Linked DNA regions of Sus scrofa: region 1 is linked to region 2. The links are chromatin contacts, called in public HiChIP or PLAC-seq maps. All regions are on one chromosome and are shown on one strand. The core of a region is the stretch at or near the end of the contact, and the rest is flanking DNA. Distances in the headings are between cores, read along the strand shown.

Region 1 (6,999 bases), core at 2,930-5,429, 110 kb before region 2:
GCTGATCAGATTCATTTCTGCTGAGCCACAACAGGAACGCCTCATTTTTATTTTTAGATTCCACATATGTGATATCATATGATGTTTGTCTTTCTCTGTCTGACTTACTTCACTTGGTATGATAATATCCAGGTTCATCCATGTTGCTGCAAATGGCATTATTTCATTCTTTTTTGTGGCTCAGTAATATTCCATTGTAAATATGAACCACATCTTCTTTATTCATTTATCTGTTGATGGACACTTTAGGTTGTTTCCATGTCTTAGCTATCACAAATAGTGCTTCTGTGAACATAAAGGTACACATATCTGTTCAAATTAGAGTTTTCATCTTTTCCAGATACATGCCCTGGAGTGGAATTGCAGGATCACATACTCCTATTTTTCGTTTGTTAAGGAATCTCCATAGTGACTGAAACAATTCACATTTCCACCAACAGTGTAAGAGGGTTCCTTTCTCTTCAGCCTACAGAATGGGAAAAAATCTGTGCAAATGATGCAATAGACAAGGGACTAATCACTCCAGCACTTATTATTTGCAGACTTTTTGGTGATGGCCATTCTGACTGGTGTGAAGTGATACCTTACTGGAGTTTGGATTTGCATTTCTCTAATAATTAGCAATGTTGAGCATCTTTTCATATGCCTGTTGGCCATCTGCCTGTCTTCTTTGGAGAATAAACACTGAATACTGATTTAAGGAAAATGATGGTCGTGAAGTAAGTTATGGAAGTTGTGGTGTAAGTTAAATCTTCATCTTCACTGAGGAAATTTAAAAACATCAAAAACTGAAAATTTAAGAGATGCGTTCCCGTCGGGGTTCAGTGGAAACGAATCTGACTAGGAACTATGAGGTTGCAGGTTTGATCCCTGGCCTTGCTCAGTGGGTTAAGGAGCTGGTGTTGCCGTGAGCTGTGCTGTAGGTCATGGACAAGGCTTGGATCTGGTGTTGCTGTGGCTGTGGCTGTGGCCGGCAGCTATAGCTCCGATTGGACCCTTAGCCTGGGAACCTCCATATGCCACAAGTTCAGCCCTAAAAAGCAAAAAAAAAAAAAGGAAAGAAAATTTAAGAGAAGAAAACAATGTTATTTAGAAACAGAGATAAATAGTAGAATAAAAGCACTGAAAGCAGCTGCTTGCTGACTAACTCCACTGGGAGGGGGTGGGGCAAGGAACTGCTGTTTATCATTATAAATCTTGTAGATCATTTGGCTTTTTCAAGTCCATGTGTGTATTACTTTCATAAAAATGAAAACTAAATTAAAAGTTATATGGGTCCAATGTGGAAACTTTGGAAAGTACAGAAAAGTATAAGAAATAATAATCACTCATAATTCACCCACTCAGAGAAAGTAACTATGCACATCTTTTGAGGAAGAGAATTCTTTTTTTTTTTTTGTCTTTTCTAAGGCCGCACCTTTGGCATATGGAGGTTCCCAGGCTAGGGGTCAAATCGGAGATACAGCTGCTAACCTACACCATAGCTACAGCAACATGGGATCTGAGCTGTGTTTGCGACCTACACCACAGCTCACGGCAATGCCAGGTCCTTAACCCACTGATCGAGGCCAGGGATCAAACCCTCAACTTCATGGTTCCCAGTCAGATTCATTTCCACTGCACCATAACAGGAACTCCACATTCAATGCTTTTTGATAGCGCTGATCTATCCTTGGCTTTGGTGCAGCCACTATGAAAAACAGAATGAAGATTCCTCAAAAAATTAAAAATTGAACTACCATTTGATGCATCTTCTACTCCTGGGTATTTATCTGAAGAAAAGAACACTAATTAGAAAAGACATATGCACCCCTACATTTCTGCAACATTATTTATACCTGTCTGGTCTGTGGCCCTCCGCTTGCAATATTATTTAAAACAACCAAGATATGGACACAACCTGAGTGCCCATCAATAGATAAATGGATAAAGAAGATGTGGTGTATGCATATATAGTGGAGTATTACTCAGTCATGAAAAAGAATGAAATCTTGCCATTTGTGACAACATGGATGGAAGAGGGTATTATGGTACAGTTATAGGTACAGAGATAGGTGGTTGTCAGAGGGGAGGTGAGTAGGAGGAATGGGGGAAATAGGTGAGGGAGATTAAGAGGTACAAACTTCTGGTTGCAAAATAAATGAGTCACAGTATGGAGAATATAGTCAATAACTATGTAATATCTTTGTGAGATGACTTACAATTAGACTTATATCTCTTTTTGCTTGTTTATTTTTGTTTTGGGCCACTCCCAGGGCATGCGGAAGTTCCAGGCCAGGGATCGAACTTGCACCACATCAGTGACCTCAGCTACTGCAGAAACAATGCCAGTAGCTGAGTCGCATGAGAACTCCCAGACTTATATAATTTTGAAATGTATAGAAATACTGAATCACTATTTTGTATAATAGAAACTAACACAGTGTCGTATACTTCAAAACCAGCCAAACAGACTCAGAAAAAGAATTCAGATCTGTGGTTACCAGAGTGGGGAAGGGGAAGCTAGGTGAAGGTGGTCAAAAAATACAAATTTCCAATTACAAGTACTAGAGATATAATGTACACCATGATAAATATAATTAACACTGCCATATGTTATATATGAAAGTGGTTAAGTGAGTAAATAATTTCTCATCACAAGGAAAAAATATTTTTGGGAGTTCCTGTTGTAGCTTGGCAGGTTAGGAACCTGACTTGCATTCATGAGGATGTGGTTTGATCCCTGACCTCGCTCAGTAGGTTAAGGATCTGGGTGTTGCTGTGGCTGAGGCGTAGGCCGGCAGCCAGAGCTGTGATTGGACCCCTAGCCTGGGAATTTACATATGCTGCAGGTGCAGCCCTAAAAAGCAAAAAAAAAAAAAAAAAAAAAAAAAGTATTTACATGAGGTGATGGATGTTCACTAAACTTACTGTGATAATCATTTCAAGATGTATGTAATTCAAATCATTATGCTGCCCACCTTAAACTTATAGCATGCTGTGTGTCAATCATACCTCAATAAAAATGGAAGAAGGAAAAAAAGAGTTTTGAGGATCACCTGAGATTAAGTGCTTGCCTGTGGTTTGTAAACTGAAAATGCTAATGCAAACATCTGGCACTGTTACTAAATCGTTAAGGCTGGGGAAGAATTTGACAAAGGCACTGGGGGAGAAGGGCCTCTGAGCTGAGAGAACAAAAGATGAAGTGGTTTTTGTGTGCTAGACAAAAGGAAACCGGGCTTTGAAGTCTAGAAAGATGAAAGCAGTCAAGGAAGGCCTATGTTTTTAAGACCATTAAGGAAACAAAGCCTGGGACCCCAAGCTTGAAGGATAAAACCAACACCCACGGTCTTACACAGCTACACAAGAGCGTGGGGGCAACATAATATCATAAAGCACCCTGAAGAATGACTTTCACACATGTTTCTTTCGTTGCCTAGATGACTTCTTTGAAGGCTGGCAGGGACCATGTCTTACTCATCTTGTTTCCAGAAGCCTGACACTTACTGGTCAAGAGCACTGCGCTCCACTCTCAAGGAAGGAATGACTGTCCAAAGGCTTGGGACCTCTTTAACCCAAGGGGTGGTACAGACTAAGCTGCTGGGTAGCCTTGAAAAGCAGGTTCTTCTGGGCACACTGGGATGACCTCCTGTTATCCAATGACCCCAGCCAAGTCAAGTCGCATTAATCCTTACTTTAAGAGGAGGTGGGGCCAAGCCCTCCAGAGGACCTATTTAGGACGGTCGAAACATCCAGGAGAAGCGGGGGATCACAACTACTAGAGTGATAGAATTTCATAGAACTACAGACGAGCGCGCGCACGAGCGCACACTCACACACACAGAGTGCCTGCCAAACTGGTTAAATACGAGGCAGGTTTGTAATCTAGTTAATTGCTTTGGTGTAGTTAATTGTATCCCGCCAATGTCAATTTCCTGGTTTTGATCATAGATTTTAGTTATGTAAGATGTTGAGGGCAGCTGAGTGGGTGATGGGTAAAAAGGACCTCTTTGTACTGATTTTGCAACTTCTTGTGAGAAAAATTATTTCAAAGTAAAAAGTTCAAAAAAAAAAAAAAAGACCCTTTCCCGAGCCGAGCCCCGCCCACCAGGATAAGGCCCCACACCTCACTCTTCTGAGCGCAACCCAGTCTCTCCTGCTGAATTGAGTCGGAGAGGGGCGGGGCCGCGCACGCGCAGACCGGAAAGCCCGCGCCGCGTCGCTGGGAAGTCACGCTTGCGCAGTCTGGGCCCCTGGCCGCCGCGCCAGCCTGTCTCCGCGGCTGGGGACCCGGCTGCCTCGGCCCCTCCGCTTGTCGTCTTTTCCGGCAGTTGGGGCGCTTCCTGTTGTCCTCACCGACAACCGCCCCTCGGCCCCCTACCTCAGAGCTCCTTACGCGTCCCCACCCCTCTTCTGGTCGGCTGGCTGCTGCCGCTGGGGTTTCGCCTGTCCGCACGTCGAGTCCGCTGGCTCGGCCGGCGTCTGCGGCTGTCTGCGCCCTCAGCCCTGCCTCCCCCGGGTCTCTGGTGAGTATCTTGCTGCTGTTGTCTTCAGTCTGGCTCAGGCTTCTCCCTTCATCTCTCCTCTTTCCCCGACTCTTTTTGGGGCTCTCCCCTGCCTGCTGGCGCCCTCTTTCCAGCCCTGCTCTTTCTGCCCCTCCTGACAGACAGCCCCCCCTGACAGACAGCCCCCCTCCTCCCGGCTTCCAGAGGCTCCTTGTGGGTCCTCGGCACGTTTTTCCAGCCCCGGGCTCCCCACCACTCCTTTCTCTTTAGTCGTGTGCATTTGGGGTGGGGAGCCAGGCTGTCTTCTTTCTGTGTTGCCAGCTTTGTCTGCTCACTGCCACCCGCTCAGTCTCCTCCGGGATGTCGGTCGTTAACAATTTTCACCTTTTTGGAGGGGTTGTCTAAGAACGTGAGAGGTGTTGTGTGAGGCAGCGATGTCGAAAGCCCCCACCCCACGGGACCTTTGAATCTGCCCCCTTCCCTACGGTTAGTCTTAGGGTCCCGGGCTTCAGGTCATCTGAAAACCACAAGAAACTGTAGTGGGAGATTTTTAAGAAGAGAGTGGAGAAGGCAAATCACTAAGGACTTAAAGCAAAGTCTGTGCAGAAAGACTTGGAGAAAGTGTGCAGCAGGGAAAGTGGGGAGGCCAGCGCTCCCAGGTGACTAAAAGACGGAGGAACTTGTTCTTTTGGAAAAGTGTAGAGAAAGGTTGCAGTGAAGGAGACCCTGTGCTGCTTCTCCCTTTCAGCTCTCTTTGGCTCTGAATTAGACTTAGCCAGGCAGTGGATGTGGTTTCCCTAAGCCTAAAACTACCAGCACCACAATAACAGGCTCCACTCTCCACCCAGACATTAGATAGCAGCTTCCTCATCAGAGCACAGGAGGAACAACTCTATCTGACTCTAAGAAAACCATTCCTGTCCTAACCGCGCCCCCTTTCATAGATACATGTTCTTAGCTCTTAGTAATGGGCATAAGAAATGGGCGTTTCCCTACTAAGTCTTTTATAAGGTACCTACTAAGTGCATAGCATCGTGCATGATATATATGGTGAAGGATACTAAAAGTAGTATAAGACAGAGTACTTGTCTTTCAGTGGCTTACAGTTTAGTAGAAATTAGATATGTGACTCTCAAGGAATAGTCTTAGCCCCAGTGTTGAATTGTCCAAATGAAAGTATTGGGTTGTTAGTCACAATGAATTAAAGAATTGGTGAGAAAAGGGGTACTTGTGGAGTTAACAGTCCCATTGTAGAGACAGTCAACCGTAAATCACCTGGATTGAATAAAACAAGAGTTTTCATTTGGTCTCCTTTTACTGTTTGCAGTACCTACCCCTGACTTATGAGGATCACAGTTTTTTTTGTTAAAGTTTTTAAGCTTTTTAAGAATTTCTCCCCTACTTATTAGCTATTAATTCTACGGAGTTGGAGAATGAAAGAAACAGGGCAAGGGCTTTCAGTGGTCAGGGCAGGAAGGCTTGAGTTGTCTAAAGCATGAGGAAAAGCCCTGTCTTACAACAAGTACTTGGTGGGCCCAGTAAACCTACTAATTGTTACAGAGGAAAAGTGATTGTAATTTTTGATGAAAGGTTATTGGAATTAAGCTAATCCTTTTATGAGGGGAGGAAAAGGACAGGGAGGAGGTTTTGAAGAAAGGTCAAAGGGAAGGACAGTTCATCCTTTGCTATTACATTAGAGACTGTGAAGGTTGAAAACCATTCTGCTAGAAAATTACTGGTCTGCCATATGAGCATCTTTGAGTACACTTAATCTTCTGTTGATCTTTTACAAAGTTGGGGAACATGCTAGCAACATAAATGGGTCAAAACTTTTGTTCCCCAGTTTTTATATCCTGTCAATGTAAATGTGATTTTATTCTTAGCTTCGCTGACAACTGAAAATCATTAACTTACTCAACTTATGTTTATTAGCCCTGTTATATGGAAGGCACTGTTTGTATTAAGCTTAAACATTCTCTAGTTATATTTTTATGTGAAGTACTTTCATTTGTTAAAATATAAATATATATATATGTAGAGAGACAAAAACACTCTGCAGAAATATTCCTACAAGGGAGGAGTACAAAACCCTCTCTTGCTTCAGACTTGTTTTTAAATCTGGTTTTAAAATTTCTTCACCAAACTTAGAGTGCATGTGGTTTTCATTGTGGGTGGAGGGGGTACAGACTGACAAATAAGGAACCACACCCAAGCTTCATAAACCAGACAGAGGTTTTTTAAAAAAAAATTCTACTGATATTCTAAAAACATTTGAGTTTGCTTTGATAGTAACAGAAACTTCCCCATAAAAAAATAACATTTTATATAAGGAAGGGATGAGTTCAATGTCTTGAATTTGTGATTACTGATCATTTTGGCAGATCATGAATCATAATGTTTGAACTAGAGCCTTGTTTTTTTTTTTTTTTTTTTTTTTGTCTTTGCCATTTCTAGGGCTGCTCCTGAGGCATATGGAGGTTCCCAGGCTATGGGTCTAACCAGAGCTGTAGCTGCC
Region 2 (6,746 bases), core at 2,137-4,636:
CCAGGCCAGGGATCAAATCCAAGATGCAGCTGCTGGCCTATGCCACAGCTGCAGATCCTTAACCCACTACACCACAGAGGGAACTCTTTTACTATTTATCTCAAGCTCCAGAGTTCCTTATTTTAGTATTTCCACTCTTCATGGTTTATTTATGTAGTTAGAACACAGTGTCCTTCAATCTCCATTTTTCCAAATACTGCTTTTGTACTCGGGTGAAAGTCTCTCAGTTTTCTTCATCTACTTATAGCTGAGTTTCTTCAAACTTTTTCCATTTTTGAAGCATTCTTCCTGCAATGATTTAGTGGGAAGAACACTGGGCTAAGAGCCAGGAGTCCTCACTCAGCCATCTCATCTCTCAGACTCCTCATCTTAAAGGCAAGGGGATTGCACTAGGGAAACTTGCAATAGGTTCCCTGGTTTCTCTAAGCCTCTTAGTTCCATGATTCTGGGTCTTACAACCAGAAAACATCCAGTATTCCAACAATTTCCCTAACTTTTTACTCCCATTAGCCAAGGAGGGGTAGGCATGTTGATTCGGGAAGCCCAGAGTATAGAAGCAACGACATGACATTTTGTAAATCAATAGAAAAAGATTAATAAGAAAAACGGACACCAAAAAGAAAGACAGAAAAAGGTCAAAAACACACAGCCTAACTCCAGCCTTATTCCTCTCCACATCGATCTTAAGAGGGACTAAGAAACAGAAAAAGCTTTTGGCAGCAGAGGAGGCTCTCCAGCCCTCCTATGGCCTCAAGGGAGCAATGCAACTCTGCAACCTCTGTGCAGTGTTGTTGCTAAAATGACCTATTACAGTGCTTTGCACAAAATAGGCATTACTGGGGTATGTGATGACTGAATTCATGTTCAGGTGAACTGAAAGCGCTCATAAATGCTACTGGTGCTGCTACACACCAGGAAATCTGAGACCTCAAGGCCATGGGAATTACATGGCATTGGCTGCCCTGGTTCTAAGGGGAAGGAGACTGAATTAGCGGGGAGGAGAGGGAGATGGCCTAACGGCATGGCTTACACACTGATGACACTGAAAGCAGCCCCCAGGAGGTAAAAGGACAGAGTAATAGGCAAGGACTACCTCTCAGGCAATATCGGAATACGCATGAAAGTATTTCCTACTCTGGTGTCAGAGTCCAAGAAAGCACTATCCTTCCTGAAGTTTCCTTCCAGAGAGTCAGACCTTGGCTTATGATTGGATAGGCAGCAGAGGAAAGTAAATCAACAAAGGGATAAGGAAGTTGGGCAGTTCTAAGAATTCTCACGCCAGCCCTATGATGACGTTTCTCAAAGTGTGGTCCCTGGATCACCAAGAACAGAACAATGGAGGAGGTGCGTGCTTAAAATGCAGCCTAGAGGATCCATCACTGATCTCTAGAATCAAATTTCTGGGAGTAGTACAAATCATGAGATATCACCTCACACCTGTCTATCATCAAAAAAAGAATACAAATAAATGTTGGTGAGGATGTAAAGGGAACCCTCGTACGCTGTTGGTGGGAATGTAAATTGGTGCAGCCACTGTGGAAAACAGTATGGAGGTTTCTTAAAAAAATAAAAACACAATTACCATATGACCCAGTAATTCCACTCCTGGTTGTATATCTAAAAAAACCCAAATCACTAATTCAAAAAGATACATGCCCTAATGTTCATAGCAGCATTATTTACAATTCCCAGGACAAAGAAGTAACATAAACGGCTAAAAAAAGAGGTGATACACATACAAAATGGACTACTACTCAACTATAAAAAAAGAACGAAACTTTACCATTTGCAGCAACATGGATGCACTTGGAGGGCAGTATGCTAAGTGAAAGAATTCTGACACAGAAAGACAAATACTGTGTATCACTTATATGTGAAATTAAACAACAACAACAACAACAAACCAGTGAATAGCACAAAAAAGAAGCAGACTCACAAATATAGAGAAAAAAACTAGTGGTGGTGGTGGAGTAATACAGGGGAGGGGGAAAGGAGGTACAAACTATTGGGTATAAGATAGGCTGAAGGATGCATTGTATAACACCAGGAATACAGCCAATATTTTGTAATAACTGCAAATGGAAAGTGACCTTTAAAAATTGTATAAAATTTTTTTAAATTATTTTTAAAATTTCTGGGAGGGGTTTTGGCATTTTTAAGGCACAAACTTATTTTGAGAACTACTGTCCCAGAATCGAGGTGGGGGGTGGGGTGGGTGGAAGTGTCAGGCACCAGGACGCGTTGAGGGTGAAGTTCTTTGACTCCGATTCATCATATTCAACTGCTGTAACTACAACACTTTGTTTGGGGGAACATTAAAAAAAACCCTTAAATTCTCAGGTAACAGCTGCAGATAGCTGTTTAACAGCTACTAAGGGAACAATTAAAAGGGCCTGAAAAACGCATTTTCATAAACTGGTTAACCAGTTCCTCACAGCCTTGTTTATCTTGTTAGTTTGTTCACTGGTTTCTCGATTAAAAATCAGTAGGTTCAATCCAGGAATTTTCAGAAAGAATCACAAACTCCAAAATAGATTTTTTCAATAGAGCAAAACTAGGCTTGTAAACCTGAAGACACTGAACGCTATACAAAGCAAGGTTTTATTTAAAAGAAAATTACCGGTTCAGGCTCCCCCAGCGCTTTCACACTCAGAGGCACTGATGAAAGCTAGCAATTTGTGGGTGGCAGAGAAGACATACTTCGAAGCAGGGGCGCAAAAAGTGTGCACTCTCCGCTCCAGAGTTTGGGAAAAAGTCTGACCAACTACCTAATTTTTAATGAATTCAATTAGTTGCTAGAAAAGAACGCGTCTGCAAACGTTTTATCCATTTACACGGCAGGGCTCATCATTTTTCTTCTTTGGGGATAAAAACACCAAAAGGCCTGCAGAAAAGTCAAGTTGATACTTTAGTCGTCCCCACGACGGTGCTATTTCCACATAAATCGACTCCCTTCTGCCCCCCAAAAACAGGCTTTACCCTCAGCAAGGAAACCAGCGGCCGCAACTCCTTTGCCAACGTTTTTCCTCGAGATGACCGTAGCCCCGCGGCCTTTCAACTGGAGGTCCGACCCGGCGCCGGCCACCCGAGCGGCGCCCGGAGGAGATGGCTCCCCAGCCCCCGACAGGAAAGCACCTTTTGGGGCCAGGCCCGCTGCCACACCGGGTCTTCGCCTCCAACCTGTCCCGCGCCTCGACTTACCTGACGCTCCCTGCCGCGCTCTCGCGCTCGGGGCCCGAATCCACCCGGGAGGCGCGCGCACCCGGCGCCGCGAGCAGTCGCCGCGGGGACCGGTAGTGCCGCAGCGGCGCGCGCCCCCGCCTCGGCCCGCGCGGCCACGCGGCTGAGTAACCCAGCACTTCACGTTAAGAGTCCCCCTCGGCGCGCAGGGCACGCCGGGAAGGTCGGGCTCGGGCCCGCCCGCTGGGCCACACGCAGTAGGGGGTCCCGTTTCATCCCGCGCAAGCCCTGCAGTGCGGTCGTTCTCACTCCGTCACTACCAGGGTAGATTGGTTTCCGAGCTGCGGATACCCTCTTTCAATTATTAAAGATATAAAACGGAAAAGTTAGTAGTTACCTGAATTGTGAAATAAGCTCGCACAGCCCTGGGACAGCTAGTGCTTTTAGAAAATTGTGGAGGCCAGATCTTTGCATACTTTTGGTGGAGGAGACGGCAAGAATGATGGAGTTCCTTTAACACGTTTTGCTTGGAAGCCCGTATCTGCATAGGCATTCTGACCGAAAGGAGGGCGGGAAATGCCCACGTTCTCCCCCTAACCTTGAGTTTAATGAAACTACATACCATAGCAAATAAAGCAGAATTACAAATTTTTAATCAACCTGAAGCAAATTAGTGGGAAATTGGCCGTGCTACGAGTAAAATATTTCAACACTCAAAAAACCTGGAGTTCCCTTTGTGGCTCAGAGGACATGAACCTGACTACTATCCATGAGGATGCAGGTTCTATCCCTGGCCTCGCTCAGTGGGTTGAGGATCCTGCATTGCGGTGAGCGCTGGCCAGCAGCTACAGTTTCCATTTGACCCCTAGCCTGGGACCCTCCATATGCCACGTGTGCGGCCCTAAAAACACAAAAGACAAAACAAAAAAAATCTGTATATAGTCCATGACCTAAAAAGCATGAAAAGAAAGAAATAGCATCAGTCCTTTTTGTCATTTCTTCTGTTTTTTGTACTTCACAGCAGGAAACGAATCCGACTAGGAATCATGAAGTTGCGGGTTCGATCCCTGGCCTCGCTCAGTTTTGCTCAGCTGGTTAAAGATCTGACATTGCCCTGAGCTGTGGTGTAGGTCGCATACGCGGCTCGGATCCCGAGTTACTGTGGCTCTGGCATAGACCGGTGGCTACAGCTCCGATTAAACCCCTAGCCTGGGAACCTCCATATGCCTTTTTAGGGTGTGGCCCCAAAAAGACATAAATAAATAAATAATAAAAGTTATGAAATTTAAATAAAAAGCTATATTGATTATGCAAACTATTCAAAACCTATTAAGTTAATAACAGTGTTTTGAGTCAACTTTTTTATGTAAGTCTAGCAATTAATGTGGGGCTAATGAGGATTAGCATTGAAATGGAAGAAATATGAGCAAATATCTCATTCCAGTAGGTTGCAAATGGTTGTGGGATACTTGTACAGCAAAATTGCCTCATTAAAGGCAACAACTTTAATTTCAAAAACAAGCTATAAACTTGATCATTATAATTTGATCTTAGAGCTATAGAGGGCATTCCCAGTTCCTATTCTCTCACTTCACTTATAATGATTGTAAGGACCTGGTACTGTGTTTGAATAAGGATGGGCTAGCTTATTACGCTCCATTAGTCACCTGTAGGCAGTGATTCTACAAGGCTGCTCACCTTCAAGTGGGTAACTCAGCATTCCCGGCTGCTTCCACCTCTGGCTCTGTCAACCCATCATGGATTGTGGAAGAACTAGACTGCAGAATCCAGCAAGGGCTTTTCTTTGCCTCCTCTAGCTGTGGACCTGTCACTTCTGCTGACATTTCACTGGCCTGAACTAGTTACATGACTAAACCTGACTGACTCTAAGCAGCTTGGGAGGTATAACTTCCTGTGTGCCTGGGAAGAGAACCAAGAAAGAAGATGCCATGGACAGATAGCATTGTTTCTGTCACAGTGTGTAATACTAAAAGTAAATATAAACCAATTTTAATGTGTCATGGGATTCAAACTGTTCAACTAAAGTAGCACAGAGAATTGTTCTATGCCTTTATTTCCATTTCTATAAAGTACAATATTAAGTCTTTTGAATTAAAGAAAGAAAGAAAAAAACCTTTCTGATGTTCCATCAAGATAGTTCTTGAAATAAATTCTTCCTTTCTGGGAAGATTTCTCTCTATAGGTTTATAATATACTAAAATCTGGACCCACTCTGGTGTAGGCCCGCAGCTACAGCTCCAATTTGACACCTAGCCTGGGAATTCCCACATGCTACAGGAGCAGCCTAAAAAGAAAAAAAAAAAAAAAAAAAAAAAAAAATCTGGCCCCAAAGTTGGAGAAATAGTAAAGACTAAACGGTTCTGTTTTTGCTTATAATTCAATATAATGAAAAGCCTTATTAGACCTGGTACTTTTTTTGGATAGTCATCAAGGAGATGGTGTATGAGAAACGTACAGACACAGAAAGCACAGGTATATGCTGCTTTTTTTCATTTTATTTCTAACAATGCATTTCTAAAAGGTGAATCTCTCAGATGTATTTGTATGTGAAGTTGAAACCTGGCAGACCTGGAATTTTCTTTCTTTCTTTTTTTTTCTTTTTAGGGCTGCACCTGCAGCATATGGAGTTCCCAGGCTAGACGTTCAATTGGAGCTGCAGCTGCTGGCCTACACCACAGCCCCAGCCATGCCAGATCCAAGCCACACCTGTGCCCTATGCCGCAACTTGTGGCAACGCCGGATCCTTAACCCACTGAGTCAGGCTAGGGTTTGAACTCACATCCTCATGAATACTAATCAGGCTTTTAACCTGCTGCGCCACAATGGGAACTCCAGGCCTGGAATTTTCAATTGTCATAATAGTCAATTCAGAAGGCAATACAGTTCATTTGACTAACGGTTATTCACTATTATTTAAATATAAATATAACATTTACTCTTCCTTAAATATAACATCTACTACCAGTAAATATTACAAAGCACTTTCCCCAATATTTTACATGAATTAAAGTTCTCAACAGCTCTGTGGGAAAGGAAAATCAAAACGGAGTCAGTATTGCTGAGAGTTCTCTAAACTGGAGCTGGGAAGCCATTAAGGAAGTGTGGCTTACGCATGCTTATAAAAGTCTGGTTGGAATCTGACCCTTTGACCTGATGAAGTCATCCAGAACATCTGCCAGAAACTCCTAGAAGTCTATCTACTGGTTAGACTTACCATAAAAAAACTCATGATTCTTTACGGACAAATATTTCCTGATTCACAAGTCATTCACAAGTCTTGCAAGGCAGCTTTTAACAACCTTGTGTACTTTTGCCTTTATAAGCCCCTGACTCTTTTTCTTCCCAGGAACCTTCCCTCAGGATTACCCAGGTCTGTGTCTCCCAAACTGCAATTCTTAAGATCCCAAACAAACTTTTCTTAATTGTAGCTTCCTGAATTACTTTTTGGTTGACACCTGGGAGATAGATTTTTACTACTCAGATTCACAAATGAGGAAAACATGACATAAACAACTCGAGTATTTAAGGTCATTAAACCCCTAAGT

Evidence for each region. HiChIP or PLAC-seq counts read pairs in DNA pulled down with a chosen protein or histone mark.
Region 1: an H3K27ac HiChIP or PLAC-seq map of alveolar macrophages shows a contact between it and region 2. The contact joins the promoter of STK38 here to the promoter of KCTD20 in region 2. A contact is called at or near these places in 1 of 5 promoter capture datasets (fetal skeletal muscle), 4 of 47 Hi-C or Micro-C datasets (alveolar macrophages, fetal heart ventricle, psoas muscle and 1 more) and 1 of 2 datasets of contacts at active chromatin or transcription factors (alveolar macrophages).

The regions. Positions count from the first base shown.
Region 1 is chr7:32,250,853-32,257,851 of Sscrofa11.1, reverse strand. It overlaps STK38 (serine/threonine-protein kinase 38), which reads left to right and starts at 4,179. Exons shown (of 14, transcript XM_001929552.7): 1 at 4,179-4,505.
Region 2 is chr7:32,142,684-32,149,429 of Sscrofa11.1, reverse strand. KCTD20 (BTB/POZ domain-containing protein KCTD20) reads right to left here and starts at 3,386. Exons shown (of 8, transcript XM_005665921.3): 1 at 3,202-3,386.